Linked DNA regions of Danio rerio: region 1 is linked to region 2. A link is a contact called in public Hi-C data. All regions are on one chromosome and are shown on one strand. Each heading gives the region's core, a stretch centred on a gene start, on an enhancer-like site or on the middle of the called end of the contact. The rest is flanking DNA. Distances are from core to core; before and after follow the strand shown.

Evidence for each region. Hi-C and Micro-C count contacts between places; a contact is called where the count stands out from the background.
Region 1: a Hi-C map of embryo shows a contact between it and region 2, with 2.0 times the contacts expected there. The contact joins the promoter of isl1a here to the enhancer-like site in region 2. A contact is called at or near these places in 2 of 18 Hi-C or Micro-C datasets (both in embryo).

What each region holds. Positions count from the first base shown.
Region 1 is chr5:41,660,013-41,666,597 of GRCz12tu, forward strand. It overlaps isl1a (ISL LIM homeobox 1a), which reads right to left and starts at 5,079. Exons shown (of 6, transcript NM_130962.1): 1 at 4,844-5,079; 2 at 4,082-4,271; 3 at 3,155-3,414; 4 at 1,451-1,737; 5 at 949-1,116; 6 at 1-808. The coding sequence starts at 4,871. The coding sequence ends at 692. All of the region lies in intron 1 of LOC141385704, which reads right to left. All of the region lies in intron 2 of LOC141385574 (a long non-coding RNA gene), which reads left to right.
Region 2 is chr5:41,563,152-41,570,018 of GRCz12tu, forward strand. The region is part of intron 1 of LOC141385704; the gene reads right to left. Among named protein-coding and RNA genes, the nearest start is that of isl1a, 99 kb to the right of the region's middle. Within about 2 kb of position 4,455, at least 23 of the 62 cell types and tissues checked have an H3K27ac peak or open chromatin away from gene starts, as enhancers often do.

The DNA.
Region 1 (6,585 bases), core at 3,829-6,328, 97 kb after region 2:
AATTCCCACACAGCTTGTGGCAAAATAGAGGTATACCTTGTTGCAATGCCTTAGTACTTGGGCTTCAAAAGAGACCATATAACAAAACTGTAATCGCAGTAGACCTCGGCTGCCATACCCTTATTTGTGAGCAAGTATAGTCCGTCTCGATCTTTTATAGAAACAGAATAAACAGTCATGGTTTCATTATAGGCTACTTACGTTGCGCACAGAAGTAGACTATATATGAATGAATATATTAGACTAAGTTCTCTTGCGTCTTATATCCGTAGAGGTCCATTGATTTGTCATAAAAGTGGGAAAAGTGTGGAGGGGTATTTGGCAAAAGTGTAGCCGACCAGGTCCACTCGGCCGCGGAGCACTGCAATGATCATGTCAGGTTCGGTATGTGAATATGTGCGCCGGCAGGGTCCACTTTCGCTGGAGTCTGCAACTTTAAATGGTCTTTTCGCAACACTCGTTGGACTTGCCCGGTCAGAGTGTGTTTAAATCCCACGATTGTCATCACAGTGTATAAATACAACCAAAGGTTGTTTCGATATAGAGGCCTCGTGCAGTCGGAGGATGGGCTTTTATTCAGAAGCGGCCCTAAATGAAATAGGGATGGAAGAAACTTCACGAGCCTCTCTCTGAGATTGGTTCCCGGACACGTCCTTTCGCAAACTTCAGATGCAGGAGATAATCCACTCGCCTAGGCCTCTATAGGACTCGCTACCATGCTGTTTGGTGTATCTGGCAGTTGCGAGGACATTGACGCGACCTCGCTCCCTGTGGAGTTTGAGCCTGGACCACCTTCAGAAAAATTAACCTAAAACGACAAAAATGTTGTTTGTTATTATTCTTGTTTTGGATATTTGTTATTAATTCTTTTCATAGTATTAAAAGCATTAGCGGTGGTTTAAAACCGCTACTGGAATTATGTCTTTACGCACAGGTTTGCGCACTTACCAGTTGTTGGAAAGCAGGCTGGTCGATGTCACTCTGCAGTGCGAAGTCACTTAGGACTTTCCAAGGCGGTTGGTAACTCTGCACCTCCACTTGGTTTGCCTGCAAACCACCGTCGTGTCTCTCTGGACTGGTCGCCACCATTGGAGTACCTGTCATCCCCTGGATGTTCTGCAGATGAACGCGAATGATTTATATTCAGCCATAAATAGAGTTCAAGCGACGTAGCCTATTACAAAAACGTATCATGTGAAGTCTAAGAATCTAAAAAGTTTGATGTTTTTAAATAAAACAAAAATTGTCACACATGGAATGATTTCCTTATAAAGCTTATTAATATACACACAAACTTTTAATTTTAGAAAATGGAGATGCTTCCAGATATTCTGTTTTTTTTTTTTTTTTTTTTGTAATAGCACTGCAAAGGGAACTTGTTTGACTTGATTACAGAAACTAAAGAACTAAAGAGTTTATTAATTTTGTACTGAAGCGCCACCAGTCTTACCGTTTTGTCGTTGGGTTGCTGCTGCTGGAGTTGCTTCATCAGTATGCTCCTCTTTTTATCCTTGCAGCGCTTGTTTTGAAACCAAACCCTGATGACTCTCGGACTAAGACCCGTCATCTCAACGAGCTGCTCTTTCATGAGGGCGTCGGGTCGAGGGTTGGCATTGTAACAAGTCCTCAAGGTATGGAGCTGTTTTTCGTTGAGGACTGTCCGGACGCGGGTTGTTTTCTCAGGTTGCTTGTGCACATGAGGTCGAAGCGCAGGCTGACGTGCCGAAATGGGCTCTGCTGCATAAAATTACGAAACAAACAAAAATAAATAAATATTAAATGCAAAGAGCTGTTGTATGATGTTTTACATTTGTAAAAAAATGCACATATGTTAAGCGGTCAGCTGTTAATTATTTTAACTCAGTTGTCTCCGAGGCCCATCTACGGTGGATTAACTTATGTGAAATAATAGGCAAATAATAATGTAGCCCATAGACTATAACAACAATAATAATACATTTAAAAACAATCACTCATGAAAAGGGAGTACTATTATTTTCAGCATATAATTTATGATCTGTTTAAGAGACCGGTATTAAGAGGAAATCACTCCATACGCATAAAAATATATCCTTTAGCAATTATTTCTATATAGAACTTTGGTCCTTCACTGATGTAGTATTTTTTCTGTATGTATTATGACTAAGAGAGCTTCCTTTTAATAAGTTTGAAACGCAGCCATGATCGCAATCCCTTTTCTTGCAATTATATGTTCCTTCTGCATGCAGTAAATTGTGAAGGGCGCGTATGACCCAGATAGGTTTACGACACTTAATTAAACCAATCTGTGCATACCTCTGAATTTTAAATATTCAGGTGCGCGCGGTGTGCTGCCCATGACATTACTTTAAAGCTGCTGGTTATCAATAAACCTGCATTAACAACTGCACCATATAATTAAGATTATTATTTTATAAGAAATTAACCAAATAGGAGGCATTAATGCAGTAAATGAAATAAAACACAGTAGTAGCCTACCATACTGCGGGTATTAATTAATTAATTTATTTTTAATGTTAAAACTCGATGCTTTTTTATTTAGACTGTTCTTAAATGCGGAATATTTCTCATGGTTGACACTGGTTTGTAAAAGCATAATAATTTAAAACGCATATATTAAAAGAGTAAAAAAAATCAAATGCTCGTTCATATGTAATTACACAAACACATAATATTGTGCTATAATATTTCTATAGCATATCAACATTTAGGATTGAATTACGTTTTCTTTGTATTTATTTGTGAATGGATCTTCTTTATTTCTCAAGTACATGCACAAGCTGACATTGTCGCGTGGTTGGCCTCTAATCAGCAGAGAATATCTATTTCATGCATGAATTGCTGAATTCAATAACAGACAAACAAGAAAAATAAAGCGGGTATACTATCAAACCACCACACGCTTGTGGTTTAGCTTGTTAATAAAATAATCATTCACGGATGGTTATGAGCCAGCATTCATTCATCATAAATCTCGGAATGCAGCAATATAATGTCATCTTAAACATTTGTGTTTATCTTAAAACATGCTAAAAATACTAGCCTAAATCTTCTGAGTAGATTTGGCTCTATAGAAATTCCTTCCCAAGACAAATAAACCCTGAGTCCTCGAGCAAACAATGCTTTGTTAGTTGTAGTAGAATGCAATGCCTACCTGCCATTTGTAAAGGTCTCGCCGGATGTAATGGGCTTAATGGGTCACCAGCACCCATTGTTGCCCGCTCCACCACGTCATGGTCGGCCCTGCAGAAGAGCCCGTCTTCCCGCAGAGCGAACTCATCTCCTGGGATGAGCTGCCGACTACACGCCACACATCTAAAACACTCAATATGATAAACCTTCGAACGTGCTCTCATCACAAAGTCATTCTTGCTGAAACCGATGTTGCATTTTGCACATTTGATCCCGTATAACCTATAAGAGAAAAGAAAGAAACATTATAATGTGTTTTGTGTTTCTATAAATAAAAATAATGGCATCATTAAAAAAATTAACAGCTAGCTTACTCGATTTGACAACAATTGCAATAAAATGTACAGCCTATGGTAACCGAAATGCACATAATTGTAATCTAAACAACAAATGCAAATATTTAAAATAGACTATATATCTAAAGACAAATACTTTATAATTTATTTCGTTATTTAGTCAGTTAAGGATTTAACAAATACCGAAATTCATTTTTATAATATTATTTAAAATAATAATTATAATAGTAATAATAATAATAATAATAATTACATTTCTCTTTAGAGTATTGTGCATGTTTATCAACATTGTTGTTTATCCTTAACATAACAGTGGCTTCTAAAATTCCGTACTGTCAAAAATAATATGAAATTTCACAGATAAATGCTGTAATGCCACAGTCTTGATATGAACAAAGCTCCACAATAATTTTAAAGTAATTGCGCTGCAGTCTCATTTAAGACAGGAGATTAGCATATAGGTGCTGTCCAGTACTACAAAAAAAAATGAATGACAGCATGCTGCCGTAATGCAGCAATTAATAACAAGAGGTTACTGTCATTCAGTCATACACACTAGAAAACTAAAACATGACCTAATTAATCTGCGTTACCTGATGTAGTCCCGTTTACAGTAAGTTTTCCCGTCTCGCACAAAACATGTACAGGACTCGTCCAGATACTGGTTACATTCTGCACATTTCAAACACGCCGCGTGCCACTCCAGATCCGGCGACACGCGCAGAATATACTGGTCATGGATTTGATTCCCACAGCCGACACACAACGAGATTAGACGCTTTTCTAAATGAATAAGGAAGAAAGAAGGCATAGAAAAGTTGTGTTAATATTTTTTTAAAGCAATGATCAGACAACCTAAAAGTGTTAGGCTATTTGTAAAAGTGTAAAACTGCCTTATTTTGATCAGTGTTATATCATTAATCTCTGTGTAAAATTAAAGACAATGTGACATTGTGATGATAACGGTGTTTATGAAAATTTAAAAAGGAAAAGTATGTCACAGTAGAACCAAGATAAGCATTATAATTACTGTTGTTGTTGTTATAATGCCATTATTAATAGGCTATTATTAATAATAATAATAATAATGATGATAATAATAAATAGAAAATAATAAATGTTCAAATATTAAATGTTATTTTTCTTTTAAGTCCTAGTAGTGATTTAAACTTGTGTATTGGTCCTAACAGCGGCTTGTCATTATCTGTTCAGAACTTTTAAACTTTTCACAACGCGAAACAAACTCCTAAAATTATAAAAAAATAATCGACATGCAGACATGCTTTGTTAAATATTCGCCGATTAGAATGTCAACTGTCAACAGACACGTAAATAAACAATAAAGCTTAACTTACTTTTCGGTGGATCCCCCATGTCTCCCATGTCAAGAAAGTAAGGCGGTGTTAGGTCCACTTTTAAAACCGGACAGAAGGCCCTTAGTGCCCGTGTTTTTATCTGTGAAGGTGGGAAAGTGGCCGAGGGTTCGAGGTGTTGCAGGACTTCCCGAAATCGAGATGCTTGCGATTAGAGTTAGGGGTGTGTGTTGAGCTCCGGTGTTTGGTCACTGTATTGATGGGCCACTCTTGTCCCTATCCCTCTCTCCCTCTCTGAAACTCCGCCGGCTTCAGCTCTTCTCTCTCTCTCTCTATTGGTCTGACGTAGGACACTCATACGTCACCTTTATGAGAAGCTGATTGGTTATGGAAAGACGACCAGCTGTTCGGTGCCCAGGCCGATGGGTTCTTGCATTTTGCCTTTCGTATTTCATTCATACGTTTTTAGATCCGCAAGATGTTAAAACTAATCTTAATAATAATGATGATGATGATAATAATAATAATAATAATAATAACAATAATTGAAACAAATAATAATGAAAACATTAACTTTAGAACTGTTTATTTATCCGTTTATCTGTTTTTTTTTAGCTAGCCCGTAGGCTACTTTTATATCAGGCTATTTACAATTAATTATTCTCTATTTTGAGCAGGAAATTTAAATGTGTAGCCTATTTAAAGCAGGTGTTACATTCATGAAAACATAGTTTAAAAACTGGAAAAATAACAGTTATGGAAATGCACCGCGGTTTTGTAAACATTCAACATTAAACATTAGAATTAAATGGATACTAAACTGAAGCTGAATATTAATGTAGAACAATTTACATCAAGTCGTTTTGATAAATCTGTTTTCTTTATGAAATCACAAAAGTTAATCTGTTTTTGGTCTGATGGACATTTTGGGTTGATGGACAATCCCTCTCGACCAGTGTTCAGATTTTCAGAGGGAAAGGCGCAAATCCGTATTTAGGCAGTTGCACACAGGGGTGCATAACACGATTGAAATCGATGGCACATTTCAGGCTTGTCGCTATTCAAACTAAAACGCAATTACAGCACATAATTGCAGATAATGACCGTTTTAAACTGCGCGAGGCACGTGGTAATATAATCTCAATGTAAGAGAAGGATTGGTTGAACAAACAGGCAGAATATACTACAGAGCTGCCAAATCACCTGCGCCTTTTACAGAGGCAAGAGGAAAAATAATTATTTGATCTATAGATCTATATGAGCTAAACTACGAGCTCAAACAGCCCAGAGTAGTATTGCATTTCATTGTTGTCTTGGTTTGTATTTATTAACAACATTTGATTTATATAGATTAATCTTAATTGACAAAAAAAAAAAAAAAACACAAAAATGAATCTGTACGTCCTCACTGACAGTGATGGCCAGGACAAAACAGTGGCCGAGATATGACAGCCGGGTTACAGGCAACCGAGCATCGCTATAACAGGCACAAACACGCCCTCTTGTGTTAGAAATATGACCCAAAGCAGAATCACCAAACAAAGACATATGCAAACATGGGCGAGGGCTTGCATTAATTCCTAATTCTGCTGGACAAACACGTCAAGTTGTTTGTTGAATATTTGAGAATTAAAAACCCCATTTGAAATAAACAGTTGAAAACGTGTAAAGCTTTGTTTCTGCTACAGCTGTTTATGTGCATCATGTTTCTGCCTCATATTTGTAAGATCACAGTATGTCTCAGTTGCTACTGTTTGAGGAACACCATTTGCTCTGTTGTTTTT
Region 2 (6,867 bases), core at 3,205-5,704:
CTAGAGTAGTTGGCAGTTTATTCCACTGTGGTAACCCTGATAAATTAATGTTTGAATGAATGAATAAATAAATAAATAAATAAATAAACAGATTAATCAATTAATAATAATAATAACAACAATAATAATGATGATAATAATGAAAATAATGATGATAATAATAATAATAATAATAATAATAAAGGTTGTGATGAGTATAACAAATATTTACAATTATAACATATTATTATTAAATAATGATGAATGTTGTAACTGCTCTCCACTGCAGATTCAATCCAAATCCCTCATTCTATCATGCATCGCTCCTCTGCATTCTGTTCCGCTTTACCAGGTCTAATTAAATCCTTCAACTTTATTTGCAATGACCCCGCAGGTCAGTCATCTTTTCATTATACACTGCAGACTTTGAGAAGAAGCACTTATGGGAATCCCAGGGAAAAAAAAGACTTCAAGAAGCTGTCACAACACCTTGAGCCAGCCGTACGGTTTAATGGTGAGGCAAAAATGAATGTGACGGTCGGGTCTGAAGAGAATATTCCTCTGAGAGCCAGCAGTGACCAAATCCTCCATTGTTGTGGTGTTTGCTGAACATTGATAAACGACTGCCAGTGACTGAGATGGGTGAACTGGGCCAAACCTCATTTGATGAACCAGAAAATGAAATGATTACTATTGGGTCTTATTGACTGGACTGGGTGGTACACTTGCTGTTGCGTCCCTCCCAAAGGTTAATTGGACTTGAACCCAGAAAATCAAGAGGTTAAGCGGGGTCAAAATGACAGCAGGCTCATTCATCACACTCCTCAAATTGCTGCTAATCAGAAATGTCAAGGGGTTCTTGATGATCAGGCTCCACTATGCATAAATGTTGTCCATGTTCGGGCTGTTTTATGCCTTCCGCAATTGATTTTGAAATGAGAACATCATCCCAGTAACAGCATTTATACAGAGATGGGTCAGAGAAGAAATAATAGCTCTTGGATAGAGTAGACGAGTAAGAAAATAAATGTTAAATGATCATTGTGATGTTATTCACACTACGCCGCAGTCAATGCTTAACCTTGTGACTCCGTATTCAGCCATTTTGTTTAGGACTGTAATATCAGACTTTTTGAAGAAGACAGTAAAATATTAATTAAAAGTCTTTGAATGTACTAAGAACGAACTGCTTATAATTTCAAGGTGGTAGGCTGAAAAGATACTGAAAAGATATTAAATTCAATGCTACCACATCATTACAGAACACAAATGAACATTTTAATGTCAGAAGAGCAACGCTGAATTCATATTAGTGTCACGCTGCTTAGAAGATGGTTCCATTCCTCCCTTCTGATTGGTCAATAAAACGTTTCACCTGCTTTATGTGATTGTTATAAAAAACACCATCAACAGTGTTGTAAATAAATTGTACTAACAGATCACTCAGATCTTTAGGATCATATAAATCAGCGGTTCCCAACAGGGGGGTCCCAGCCCACAAAGGGGCCTCAGCGAGCTTTGTAGGAGGTTGCGTCATATTTTAAACATTTTTAGCAGTGGACAATTAGGAGAATGATCATGTTGCCTTAGTTCATTTTATCCACTGGCTGACCAAAAAAATGGACAAATTTTCCAGTCCGTCCTCCACCTTCACCTTCAGCAGCTAATACTAATGACCTAAGCATACTGGACACAGGTGAAGAAGCACCAATTCTCCAAACGGGTCGCAGCGCTAGCAATACTGGAAACACGAATTGAGGGAAATACCAAGATAGTTACCTAAACTATAGTTTAATTACATTTTCACAAAGCAATACAGTGTATTATCTGTGGTATAGTTCTTTTTAATGAACGCATAAGGCCATCCAAATTAATAAGACATTTGCAGACGTCTCATCTCTAATAGCGCAACAAGCTCAGAGCATTTTTTGAATGCAAGGCAAAATAATTGGCATACACCCAAAATAAGACTAGGGATGTCAAAGCTACTGACAACAAACTTTAAAAAAACTTGCAACTAATTGGCAACTAATTTATGGTAAATTTGAGGCCAAATGCTTACGTTTTTCAGTTACAAATGGCCAACTGATGTTTTGTTTTTATTTTGCATTAGGCTAATATTTGTGCATAAACATATCCAGATATAATAATAAACATATTGTTTGTTTGAAAACTACATTTTTTTGTCATACTTACTGCAAACTTAAATGAGCGATAATATCTTTAAATGTGAAGGGGGGCCTTACAATATTTTCCATGGTAAAAGGGGGTCTCAGACAAAAAAAGGTTGGGAACCACTGATATAAACTAGAAAGTTCAAGGGTTCAGTCAAAGCAGGGTGAATCCACTTTTAGTTACTACACCCCTAGCTGCTGTAATCAGCTTCCAAAAATGATCAGATGTGCTCAAACATTGGGCACATTCAAATCAAGATTGAAAACACATTTGTTTAGCTGTGCTTTTACTGAATGAGCACTGTGCTATGTCTGACAGATCACACTATTGTGTCTTTCTTTTCTTTTTCATTCTTTAAAAACCTGTTTTAACACATTTTATCATTTATCAAGTTTTTATCATTATTAATCACTTTTAATATTTGTTTTTATTTTATTTATACTTGTCTATTTTATTCCTGTTTATGTAAAGCACTTTTAATTACCATTGTGTATGAAATGTGCTATATAAATAAACTTGCCTTGCCTAAAATAAAGGGTTAAAATTGGAAGCAATTGTGTAAACGTAAGAAATTAAAGTCATAAATGTTAAACATTTATCATTGTTCATTGTAACCAAAAATATTAAGGTGTCAGATACTCATTAATATTGAAAAACCACATTAGCACCACATTAGTATACTGTAGTTATTTCTGAAGGATCATTGTGCTTTCAATATTGCAAGGCTTTGAAAAACCTTACACCATCAATTAGTCAAGTCCATATTTTTAAAGTCCAAACTTCTATACTTTAAAAGGCGTTTGGTTAAAGGAGTTGTAGCAGTCTCGTATGTTTTTTTTCTCTCTTTTGAAAATCTGTTAGAAAGCAGACTGGTAAAAAAAAAATGTCATTGTAAACAAAAAAAAAAATTTCCCAAAATGATAATGGCTCTGTACAATCTATTTACCCAGAAACTGGCAATATATGAAGAGTTTAGATGCAAAAAAAGCCTTTAAATGCTATTTGATATGTCTTCTAAAATCTAAAATTGGCATTTTTCTCTGATGTGTAGACTCAGAAATTTTACTTTTTTTTAGTGGTGAATAAGTTCTTTTCATTGCATTTAAAGTGAAATAACTGAACATAAACATAGGTGGCTGAAAAAATGCTCATGTTAGGAGAACATTTTAGATGGTATTTAGAGGTCTTTGCATCTGAACTTTTCTCACATACAGTGTGCAAAATATCCTGCTTATTATTTTTATTACATTCTGTTAAATGTTTTTTTTCTTAAAGATTTCACATTTATAAAAGTATTTTCCCCCAACTGTACATGTAGCCCTACTAAATGTGTGTATTAGTGAGAACGACAAAGAAAAAAAAAAGAAGAAGATGAAGTTTCAATTTCATGGCCTGTAAATGTTCTTGATTCACCTGCCAGTGGCAGGATGTGCTCTCTTCCATGCTGGCGTAGTGAAAAATCTGTCCCACTCTTTGAAAGGTATGTATCATGATCTGCCCTTATGACGGAAAGATTCTGTTTCAACATGAATCTGTAACAGCTGGTGGTACCCTGGAAAACCGATCCCTCTAATCCGGCTGCTACTTATTACTTCCCATTAAAACTTAGAGGTTGCTCACATGCATTGATTCGCAATTGCAAAAACAAGTCAAATTCTTGTCAGCAACAATATTGTAAAAAAATATGGAATTTGTAAGCGGCGTGCACACTGACAGTCCAATTCTACCTGGAAGCGGAGTGTAATTTTAAGGAAGACCGCACGCGGTGCATGTTGCTGGTGATCCCTGCTGAGTGTGACATTCTGATTTCACGCCCCCCCCTCCATAAACCCACCCTGTTCACTGCTAGCCCACATGAACAATGGCAGACAAAGCTCCCCTAATTAGCATGTCACATCCAGAGCAGAGCCCACCCCCCACCCCAAGCTCCATGGCACCGTGCCGCACGCAACAGCCTGACAGACTATCATATAATAACAGCATTCACTGGTACCACTGAAAACACAATGCTGTCTTTCTGCATATGGGATATACGGCTATTGTATTGCTCAGCCACATTTAGGCTTTTTTAAGTCTTTAGATTTGAATGTGGAACTTTTCTTGTCCACTCTGCCCTTTCTCTCTCAGCAGGGTCAGTCGAGACTTTCCTTCGCCATCAGCCTTTTCTCCTCACTGCCATCTGCAATCAGATTGTTAGCATGTCAACTCAATCTGCCGGCCTCCCTTGAGTGCGGCTCTCTGAAGCGTGAGGAGCCCTTCTCCACTAGCAGCGGATGTCCCTTAACAACACCTAGTCACTCAGCCGGGATCTTCTAAATAGGGGGTGGACGGCAACCTCACACCCCAGCATGTCAGTCGAGCTCCTCTGCGACACGCACTGACCCGGGAACTGCCACTATCAGAGGGACAGGTTGAAGGGCAAAGAGGGGATCTCGCTGTCGCTGACCCGACCCTTGAAATCAGTAGAGGAGGAGGAAAAAAGGAAGGAAAGCAACCAGACTAAAAATAAACAAGCCAAAAAAGGGCAAAGGAGGGCCATGAAGAGACTCGATCAATGCAGTTTTAGATGCTCACCACTAGATGACACCATGATTGCATGGAATGTATTGATTTATTAAAGCGATCAAGCATTAAGTGGGGGGCGTACTAATTATTACGCTGGAAATACGTACATAGACAGAGTTGGGGAATGTTTTGTTTGGGTTGTTTTTTAAATCAAGACGAACGCTTGCATGTAAATCTGTGGTCAGCAATCCTAAATGATCAATGCCAGTCCATATGGCCGAAACAAATCATTTACACTTCTGCAAAAACCTCCAAGTAAGATGTCTAAGAATAACAGTAGGCTTTATTTAAAAGGGAAAAAAGAAAAAGAATTTTCAGTTCACATCTTCATTCACTCAGCAGGTAAGAGATTACAGAGAATATGCACTCACTTTATTGTTGGGTGCACTTAAGTGGAGTGTTCCAAAGCATATAATTACCTTGTAGGCTTCTGGCCCTGAAGTATATGTGGAGAGAGGGGCTGCGTATTCATGAGACACGGGGACGGCTACGCCAGCAGATTTAGTCAGCCCGCTCCTGCCATCTTTTCACCCTCTTTTGTGTTTTACCCCTGTTGCCATGGGAATTAATTGAATAGAATTTCAGACATCATTGTCCAGGTGGGAATTTCATAGCACTGGCCGACATTTTTCACCGCTTCGTATAAAAGCAAGACCTTTCTGAGCTGGGTAGGACATACCACGCTGGGTGATTTCATGTCAAAATATATCTTGATTGTTGTAATTCATGGACAAAAATACATGGATGGTAGGTTTGTGAATTTTTGAAAGTTTTTAGGATGATTTGTTTTCTTACACAAATCAAATAGTCAATCTTGATATGAAAACAGCTAAACGCTCATTTCTTTTAAAGCTAGTGTATTTGCACAAACTGTAATTTATTCCAAAATTAGCTAATGAACAAACAATTGTAAAAAATAAAACCAATAACACACACACACGGTTTGTTTTTGTGAGTCGTGGGAACATCCTTATATTTCTATATTTTAGACTGTATAAACTTTGCCCTTTCCCCTATCCCTAAATCCAACCCACATAGCAATCTGTGTACAAAAAAAAAACTGTTTTTATTTAAAAGCTTTTTGAAAAATTGGTATAACTAATCCGCAATATGCTAATAATTTCCCATTGCCTTGCAATACCTGTGTAATACCCATGTCATTATAAATATATGTGTCCTTATATAGGGCCAGACAGATACTGCGGACATTTTTTGCTATTTCTGCGCAGAATTTTGTAATAAAAAAATATACAAATTTATGTGGAATGATTTTGGGAGTAACATACTAAATAAAAAAAACAATACATTTCAACTTTTATGTAATGTTTACAATGCTAATTCAATTAGATCCACTAACAAACTGTACTGTAAATAAATCATAAGAACATTTTCATACAGTATTAGTCAATAATATTACTGAAATAATTAAAAAACTGAATAAATATAAATGTACACACATTTACTCAAGTAAATAAATAGACTCAATGATTGGCTAAAAATCTGTGGAAATCTGCGGATTTCTGTGCGCGCACATTCTGTGTGGACCTACTTATATGTCACACACATACAATTAAAACATTTTTATTATGGGATTACGTTATAAATTCATAACTATGAAATATTCTATCTTCGTCATATCCTGAACATAAACAATGGTATTGTCTTTGTATTTTCGATTTCTATTTGGTAAAAAATTAGGATAAACAAACAAGTAATGTCAAATGTAATATAAAAAGGAGTCAGATTGCATTACATAAAATGTGTAAATCTAGCTTTCATATGTATATATTCATATCTATTTTTGATAATATTTATTGTGTGTGTGTATGTGTGTTTGTTTATGTAGCTTAAAGAGGACAAAAAATTGTATAATGGCATGACCTAGTAGTACTCCTATTAAGGTAATTTATGAGGACATAACTTGACGTGTCTCCATAATTTAAAATGCTTAAAATCATACTAAAATCTAACAAATTTTGCCACCGATTTCATGTGAGGGTTGCGTTTAAGGGTAGGGTTTAGGGCTGCACGATAGTGGAAAAATTGAACAATGCAATATTTTTATTTATTTATTTTGCGATATATATTGCGACATGAATACATTTTTAAAATCTGACTTAATATTTTTATTTGAAAAGAATTTATGAT